Regions from separate parts of the Mus musculus genome. Here region 1 is linked to region 2. The links are chromatin contacts, called in public Hi-C maps. All regions are on one chromosome and are shown on one strand. The core of a region is the stretch at or near the end of the contact, and the rest is flanking DNA. Distances in the headings are between cores, read along the strand shown.

What was found. A called contact is a pair of places that touch in the nucleus more often than the background predicts.
Region 1: a contact with region 2 is called in a Hi-C map of cerebral cortex, with 2.1 times the contacts expected there. The contact joins two enhancer-like sites. A contact is called at or near these places in 3 of 484 Hi-C or Micro-C datasets (cerebral cortex, hematopoietic stem cells and liver), 7 of 115 datasets of contacts at active chromatin or transcription factors (embryonic hindbrain, embryonic stem cells, epiblast stem cells and 1 more) and 3 of 9 other capture datasets (adipose tissue, embryonic stem cells and liver).

The regions. Positions count from the first base shown.
Region 1 is chr2:27,744,029-27,748,757 of GRCm38.p6, forward strand. It overlaps Rxra (retinoid X receptor alpha), which reads left to right. Exons shown (of 10, transcript NM_011305.3): 5 at 4,584-4,729. Among named protein-coding and RNA genes, the nearest start is that of Rxra, 69 kb to the left of the region's middle. Within about 2 kb of position 2,068, at least 121 of the 459 cell types and tissues checked have an H3K27ac peak or open chromatin away from gene starts, as enhancers often do. A contact at or near this core is called in cerebral cortex and liver, where this site is marked.
Region 2 is chr2:27,636,942-27,641,209 of GRCm38.p6, forward strand. No RefSeq gene overlaps it. Among named protein-coding and RNA genes, the nearest start is that of Rxra, 38 kb to the right of the region's middle. Within about 2 kb of position 2,825, at least 12 of the 459 cell types and tissues checked have an H3K27ac peak or open chromatin away from gene starts, as enhancers often do. A contact at or near this core is called in cerebral cortex and liver, where this site is marked.

The DNA.
Region 1 (4,729 bases), core at 818-3,317, 110 kb after region 2:
AACGCTACCTGTCTTGCACAGAAGTAGAAGTGGGGTGCAGAAAAGAGAACTCCACTGCAGCCCGCTCTGTTCCTTGGGCTACACTGTGTGACACCTGAGAAATGCTTTACCCATTCCACTGGAGAGATGCACCCCCGTGCCTCTTTGTTCCAGCTGGATTTTTGAGTATTCAGTATAAGCCCTGTGAAGCTCTGTCTTGCCCTAAACAAAGAAGCCATGCAACTTGGCCCCTTGGGCTGCACGTATATCTGTGTGGCAGCTCTAAGATGTCTGGAGGTCCTTAGGCCCGGTGGGCACTGCCATTCCATGTCTGGTCCTTGGCTGGGGGAAGGGACTTTTTCTTGCCTACCTGAGACCTATCCTATTTCCCAATGCCTGTGGCCGTAGTCCACAGCCCTGCTCTTGAGATGGTTGGCCCTAGAGTATCCTGGGAGCCCACTGTGCAGGGGTCTTTGAGGATTCCCAAGAGCTGGTCCCTACTTCTACTTGCTTTTAGGTATTGGACACTGCCCCCACCCCACCCTGGGATCTGGACCAGTCCCAGACTGAATTAATATTTGATTCCTTCTGTTCTCCTGGGCTAACCACTAGGAGAGTTCTATGAGTAGTGGGTGGGGCTGTTGGCTGTAAGAGTTGAATAGTCTGACAGCCTTTGGAGAAGTTGTGAGGCCGGTTGCCAACACAGGGCCTTTGGCCCAGAGAACGCAGGACGTGCACCGTCGGCTCCCGTGCTAGCTCAGCCCCCAGGTACCCAGCCCCGGTGAGCAGCAGTCATTAAGCCTTGGAGCTGGAATCTAATGATCTCTGTCTTCCAGGCTTGGTCACACATAACCCAGGGAACCGAGACGGGTGTAGAGGTGCTGTGAGGAGGGAACTGACCACAAGAAGGCTGTGTCTCCCTGTGGGGTGGCCCTGCCCTGGGAAAGGCACCCTGTCTTCAGGCTGATGAAGGATACTGCAGGCTGATAGCATCTATGTTGGGCAATAGCAGGGGCCTGCGTGTGCAAGCAGCCACGGGGACTTGTTTGGCAGCATTCCCCAGCTGGGGGTAGGCAGTGCCCTTCTCAGGCTGGGCCTGGACCTGTTGGCTGGGGCAGGTGGTGGTAGGGCTGGGGGCCCTGCAAGTGTGATGATCTGCAGGCTGGAGAGGCTGCACACTACACACCCCATCCTCAGCTCCCTTCCCCTGAGGCCTCTTTGCATTTCCTTCCTGACTCTCTTAGCTTCCTGCACCCTGTTCTCTGGCTCTGGAGCACTTGGGTGCGGAAATGGCAGTTTCGTGTGTGTGTGTGTGTGTGTGTGTGTGTGTGTGTGTGTGTGTGTGTGTGAGAGAGAGAGAGAGAGACAGAGACAGAGACAGACAGACAGAGACAGGGGTGTACCCACCATTTCTGCTATAGGGAAATGGCCCTACCTTAGTTGTTTCTCTGGGCTTAGGTCTTTACCTCTCTGGGCCTGGTGTCTCCATCTGAACATGGGGCTTCAGTAAACAGTTTGTGGGACAGAGCAGAAGACAGCTCAAGCTCAGCTGGTAGTGAGGTTGGAGCATGGTGACCACTGTGTATTTTTGTGTTGTTTGTGCATGATGCATGCCTGTCTGTGTCTTCACTCTTCTTGGGACTTGCCCCAGACTTGTCCTTGAGGGAGGGAATATCATACCCTGAGCTTGGGACCTTGGGAAGAAGCCGTCCAACACTGCCTGGGTATTCAGAAGGGGCAATAAGGCCAGTGTTGATAGAACCTGGTCCTGCCTATTCCAAGGCCCAGCTCTGGGCTTTTAAGGGGACAGAGGAAGGCCACAGTTTCTGGCAGAGCCCCAAACTTGGGAAGCATTAGGATCTGGGATAGCCATTTGCCTCTATATCCTGTTCAGGTCCCTCAGTTCTGCTTGTGCCCAGTGGCTGAGCAGTACCCCAAACACTCCACTTTTGACTGTGTGTCCTAAGTGGGAGCCAGGTGTGCTGGAGGAGGGTCATCTCCTGCTCAGCCTGCATCTGGATCTTGGGAGGGCTGAACCACAGGCTTCAGGCACCACCAGCAGGCTGAGGGAATCTCAGTCTGCGGCAGCCACCTCCCCCGCAAGGCCTGCGCGGGCTTGGAAGGATAACGAGGCTCTGTATTTACAGACGCCTCCCGCCCGAGGCTTCCGGGCGCCAGTGGAGCATAAGTCAAACATGAGTGTGTCTAAAAGGTGATTGAGCTGGCAAAACATAAATCCCCTACTCCCTCTGCCCCCTCCGCTGTCTATAAATAAAACGATAATATTTATAACGATGCCGCCCTGAGCTGCTGGGGCCTTTGGAGGCTTCAAAGTGCTTCACAAAACATTTGCTAATTAATTCTCAGCTGCCCCCGCATGGGAGGCAGGTGTGAGGAGCCCCTCACCCGCCCATGGCCAAGCTCTCAGGGATAACTGGCTGCGGTGAGGGCCTGCCTTCTGGGTTGCCTCCTTCTGGGCTTCCCATATCCCAAGGCTGTCTCTGTGAGCAAGGAAGTCCCTTACTGGGGAATGAAACTGGGCCAGCAGGGTGGGGCCCAGCCTGCTCAGGTACTTCTTTCAGGGTCCCCTGAAGGGCAGACTCTGCATTGACATTTTACAGGAAGTGGGACACAGAGATGCTAGAGGAATTGCCCAAAGTACCACATCTGCTCAAGGTATACCGCTCATTCCAGAGCCTGCCGTTTGCTGTGGCACTTGGCCCTCAGAGTCTGTTTTTCCCATCTGGGAAGGTGAGGCTGTTGAGTTGACATTGTCCTAGCCTGAGGTGGAAGAAGAGTTTTGTCATCTGGCTTTGGGATAGGGTGGCTGCCTGACCCTGGCTACAATTGGTCTGTTCAGGTGTCTCTCAGTGGGGCTGCTTAATATTGGTGGGCTGAGTGGCCAGAGCCCTCAGTGACTTGTGGAGTGACCCTAACACAGATGCACTGGCAGCCACATGGAGGGCCTGTAGAAGCCCAGCTGGGAAGGGATGGAGTCTGGCAGCCTTTTGCAGCCCCCATAGACTGGGCACCATCTGCCCATGGCATTCAACTCTACACCAGCCCCAACCTGCTGTCAGATTTTCCAAAAGAGCCAAGCTTGCAAAACACCAGCCTCTGCCCAGTTCCTCAGCCCAGCTGGTGTTCTGCAGGCGTCAGATCAGCCTCCCATCCTTGGCTTGTTCACAGGTAGAAAGTCTCTGCTACAACCAGGTCATTGGGTTTGGGGAGCTTGGCCCCCAACGTGGGAGAACCCCAGCGCAATGGTATTGGTGGGCCCAGCAAGGAGCGGTAGCCAGGGGATTAAAAATGTCACTCAGAATCGATGCAGAGCTGTGGCAAGAAAGGGAGCCCAGTGGGATCCTGGGAGGACTGAGGGGAGATGGGCAGGGAGAGAAGTCTCCTCCCTGGGAGGTGGCTGCTGGGAGCTATGAAGCCCTCCCCCCTTCAGCCCTCCCCACTTCAGCCCTCCTGTTGGCCCTGTGATTTACTCTGTAAGCCATTCAAGGAGGTTGTAGGCCAGGAGGTAGGTCTGATTGTAGAGCAGGAGGCTGGTGCTGCCCTGCTCGTGAGCTCCTGATGCTGCTGAGCTGTGTGCTCTACCATCTGGGAACTCAAGGGTTAGGAGAGCTCTGACCAAGGTCCTGAGATAGCAGCACCAGGAAGATCCCTTGGGCCACACACACCCTTGGGCTCTCTGAAAGGCGCCCTCCTGGGGCACTGGTCTGGAGAGGAGGTCATCCAGGTCTCCACCTCGCCTGCTGCAGGAACCCAGAATGGAGAGAGGGGCATGTTGGCTGTCCAGGCAGGAACAGAATAGAGTAGGTTCACAGGAGCTGTTAGAGGTGGGTGGGAGGAGAAGGCACGCTCACTCTGTTGCTCCCACCTGAGGCTCTGCACTGGACCTGCTTCCCAGAGGTCAGCCTGCCCACCCCACTAGTTCTTTTCCTTCCATGAGAGCCAGGCTGCTCACAGCTATATGGGGGCTCTTGTCTGGGGTGTGAAGCAGGGTGGGCAGTCCCAAGGCCTGTGGCATCATGGAGGAAGGGGACCAAGCTATGGGCTGTGTGAGGTCGGAGTGCTTCTTGGCAGAGGCAAGGATGGAGAGCATGGGACATTGGGTGCCTTCACCTTTGCCCAGTGTGTCTCTGAGTGTGACTGTCTATTGCTGTGGATGACCACTGTCATCACCTCAGTGGTCACCTGTTTGTCACAGTCACCCATCCTGCCCCTGATCAAGAGAACGTCCTGTACTCTCCTGCGTACTTTTATACGTTGTTCCAGTGAATTGGTTTCTTCATTTTACTCCTCCTTCAGGCCCATTCCTACTTCTTCCAGGAAGCCTTCTTGGGTTTTCCCACATCTTAGACCACCATCGTCTTGAAATCCCCTGTTAGTATTCCTGTGACCCATCAGCTCCAGGAAAGGCCATCTGCCCTTAGCTCAGATGGGGTCTGGTGTATTTATATAATTAGCTGAGTGTGTTCAGGGTATACAGCCATCCTGGCAAGGGCCAGGCAGGTATTAGGCTGGCCCTAAGCATGTGGGGGATGTCCTAGGAACTGTGGGGCCGGCCAGCCCAGGTGACTGTCTCCTGTTTACAGCTGTGCAGGAGGAGCGGCAGCGGGGCAAGGACCGGAATGAGAACGAGGTGGAGTCCACCAGCAGTGCCAACGAGGACATGCCTGTAGAGAAGATTCTGGAAGCCGAGCTTGCTGTCGAGCCCAAGACTGAGACATACGTGGAGGCA
Region 2 (4,268 bases), core at 1,575-4,074:
TGCTGGGCTCTGACCATTCTGGGGCTGGGGAAGTGTGGACCCCCCTCCCTCTCATCCACTGTTCTGACTCAGTTCCTATCTGAGGAATGTGCCTGCAGAGCTCAGTCTCAAGTGAATGTCACTGGAGGAATGTGGTGAGGGAGTGCAGTGCTGAAGTTATCCGGGTCCACAGCAGCTCTTTCTTCTGGAAAGTTCTATCCAGAGAAACAGTGGCTGATCCTTTCTGAATGCTCAGGTGCCATGCTCCTATTCTCAGGCTAAGAGAAATTATGGCCACTGAATTTGGAGTGGAGAAGACTGAGGTACAGCAAGGGGAAGGCAGGGGGATGACACTTTTATTAATGACAGGCTGAAGTTGGTCCTCAACCCCCAGATACTGGAGTTTCTTGCCTAGACTGTAAGTAGGGCGGCAAGTCTTAGGGGCAGCAGAGTGGATCCAAGTCACCAGAGGCCTCTCTAGTGTGCGTACACCCCCTCCATCCATCCTACCAACACCCACCCTGATGCAGATTCTGCCAAACACTGTGCCCACAGGGTCCATGCAGCTGTCTCTGTGACCACTGGCTCCCCACACCCCACACATTATTGTTGGGAGGCTGGGTGCTTTCCAGTTCTGCACAGCGTGAACTAGGATGTTATAACCATCTTGGCGCGAGCTGCCTCTTCCCTCTCCCCAAAATGTTCCTTCCCTCTTGTGAGGCTTTGGGCCCTTTCCTGACTCGTTCATCTGTAGGCAGGAGCTAGCAGGACAACTCTTGGGAAATGCTGGCAGCAGCCCATGTACCAGCTTTAGTCTTTGCCATGATGAGACTGTTCCAGCCCGGGACTCTAACCTTCTTACCTACTGCCTGTGTCCCACTCTGTGCCTCCTTGCTTCCACAAGGTGAGGATGACCCCCCATTTCTCAGATGAGGACGATGAAGCCTAGAGATATTTAGCAGTGGCCCTGGGGTGGCAGAAGGGAGGTGAACTTGACTTAGGCCAGGCTGATTGGAGGTCAGGGTTCTATACCAAGATCATCTCCTGGGCCATTCTGCACATATATCGTTCCTAGGTACCTCCTGTGTATACTCTGTCTCCTTGCTGCCCCTCCCTGGAAGGAAGAAGACCCCTTCCCACTGAAGCTCCTACCTAGAGCTCAGGGTCCTCATAGAGCCAGCTATCTGGTTATCTGGGACATTCTGTGGGTTCAGTCTATCCCACCAGCTCTAGAATCATGTTTACAGCCAAGGATACTCAACAGCAAGGATCTGAAGATCCTCAAGTGCGGATATGCCTGGAAGTCACTGGTCACCTTCTAACACCTTTACCCAATAGACCATTCCTTGGGCTTGTTGAATGACCAAGCCATCAGATGAAGGGACAGATGGATAGCCAGACACAGAAGCAGGCCAACAGATGTATGGCTGGCTTAGGGGTGACAGCCTGTGTCACAGAGGCTTCAGAGAGAGACATAGGTGTTTCTAATGGGAAAGGAGAGATGCTTTGGGCCCACACCAGCAGGTAGGGAGAACAATGTTGGGAGATAGTCAGAAGATAGTTCTCTGGCTGTCAAGCCCTTTCCTGTACCTGTGACAGACATGACTAATCAACCAGGGTTATGCTCCCACTGAAACTGGTTCCCAACTCTCCCAGTAAGCCAAGAGAAATAGATTGCAGGTAGCCCATGTGGGCTGCACTACAGCACTAACCTAGCTGTTATTATTGGAGACCCAAGTTTCTCTAGGCTTGTACAGAGGCCCATCCACATCTGGGTCTCACACTGGGGTTATATGTACCAGTAGAGGGACTCAAACATGCCTGGTTTCTTCCAGTGTTCTACACAGGGCTGGAATTGACTTTTTACCAGCATGGGGTCTAGGGGCACAGCTCTGGGTGCTCTGGTATGTATGGCTTGCTGGGGGTTGTTTTCTGCCCTTCATAGGCACGCAGCTCCTGGAGAGGTGATCTGGCCACAGACGGTCCAGAAGCCCCACTATCTGTATTGAGTGTCCCTATCTGATTTCACAGCTTCAGTGGTTCTCAGATATGTTCCAGAATGGGTATGTCATAGCCCAGTCCTCTGGGCAGCTGCCTGTCCAGTGGTTGGGCCTCAGGAACTCTTGGGGAAGCCCTACCAGACTGAGATTCCACACACACACATACACCCCAGTGCATGTGGTTGGGGCTGTGTGTGTGTTAAATAATGTCACATTTGTGGCTGGGAATGTAACTCAGTGAGAAACACGCAGGAAGCTCTGGGTTCATTTCCAGAATCAAACAAACCAGCTATGGCAGTGTGTGCTTGCCATCCAGCCTCTGGGGGTGGAGGGAGTAGGATGCACTCATTCAAGGTTGTCCTTGGCTGTATAGTGAATTTCAGGCCAGCCTAGGGGCACATGGGACCCTGTCTCAAAAAGGGGGTGGTGGTGACGAAGGAAAGGTCCTTCTGTGTCCTATCATGACTCCAAATACGGATCTTTCTCTCTTTTTCTTCAGAAGTGACCTGGCCCCTAGAGCCCAGCACCAGCACCAGCTGGAGGTCTGTGCTGGGATCTGACCTGGCCCAGACAGAAGCCGCCTAACTATGAGAGACCCCTCTGGCTGATACAATGTGTCTGAGCCTCATCTTGACCCTGGAAGTTCAGAAACTTCCCACACTTCTTGGGACCTCCTTCCTTCCTGGAATTTGGGGGATTCTTCATCAGTGTGCCCCTCCATGTAGAAACAGTTTGACTCTGAGAGGGGGAGCTTGAGGTGAAACTGGCCACCCTGCACATGCCAATCTGGGATGGGCCCCAGGGTTTGCTGGCCTCTGCCATCAGTTCCTCCCTCCATGTGTTGAGTGCAAGGCCCTGAGTAGACTTGCCTACAAGGGAGCCTGGGCCAACTGCCTGGTAGCTGCCCACTCACCCCTCCTGTCTGCCAAGCTGGCCACACGCAGCCTGTGCTTCCCACCCCTGAAAGTCAACAGGCTCGTTTTAGCAAATGTGGAAGCCACAGAGGCAGAAAGGTATAAACAAACTGCCCCTTCCCACCCCTGCCTCTTCCAGATCATTCCTTCTCACTGATGCTGTTCACCATCAATGAGCGCTGCGACAAGCCAGCTCTATACCAGACACACCAGGGCCTCTGTCCTCAGACAACCTATGATGATGACAGTCATTTCATAGATGAAGAAACTGAGGACCCAGGGAGGTGATCCAGTGGCCTAGGGTTGCAGAGAGTGTACTATGACCTCTGACCCCAACAGGCAGACATGAGGAAACCAAAGCGCTAGACCAGTGAGTGTGTGAACAACAAGGAACTCAGCCTCCAGCTCTCTGCAGGGGTCTCCATGTTAAGAAACTACAGAATCCCTTGTGTTTGTACCCTGGGGTGTCCAGTGGCACCAGAATTCTGTGTATGTGAGACACAGATATAAAGAAAATGAGGCCGGGTGGTGGTGGCACACGCCTTTAATCGTAGCACTTGGGAGGCAGAGACAGGCAGATTTCTGAGTTTGAGGCCCGCCTGGTCTACAAAGTGAGTTCCAGGACAGCCAGGGCTATACAGAGAAACCCTGTCTCGAAAAAACAAAACAAAACAAAAAACCAAAAAAAAAAAAAAAAAGAAAGAAAGAAAGAAAGAAAGAGAAAGAGAAAAATAAAAAGGAAAAGGAAAAGAAAATGAATCCAACAGACAAGCACTCCTCAAAGGTCCTTCAGAGGATCCATGAGTGAATGCTGTCAGGAGCCACACGCCCCTGTAAGACTTTCTATGGTGGTTCTGCAAGTTATCACAGTCCCAAAGACAGCATTTCACCACCGTTTCTATTTGCTCTTTTCTTGAGGCAGTATCGCTGCCCACAGCTATGTCGGCCAGGGCCCCTGCTGAAGATCCTGCCTAAGTCAACCCGTGTGGCCACAGGGCAAGCTGGCGGCAGATCACACCATCTGACCCCACCTATCTTGCCCGCTATGCCCCCGGGAAGACAGGCCTTCTTTCTCTCCTCTCTGAGCCTCCCTTCTGCCTGCCTTCCCAGCTCGATTAGCCAGATAAGGCTGTCTGCCAGGTGACTATTCCTCAGAAAAATGACTTCATTATCACCTTCAGGGCCTGGTACTGGAGGAGGGATGTGTGTGGCTGGGTGGACACCCCCTCCAGGGGCTCCTCCAGCAGCTGGGCCCAGGGTAACAGGCAGGGACCCCCCACCTGGAAGGCCTGATGGAGACTGATCTGTGGGAGTCAGGGGCTGGAGGGAAATATTACATTATGATAACAAATCACTCAGCTGATTGGAATTTAAT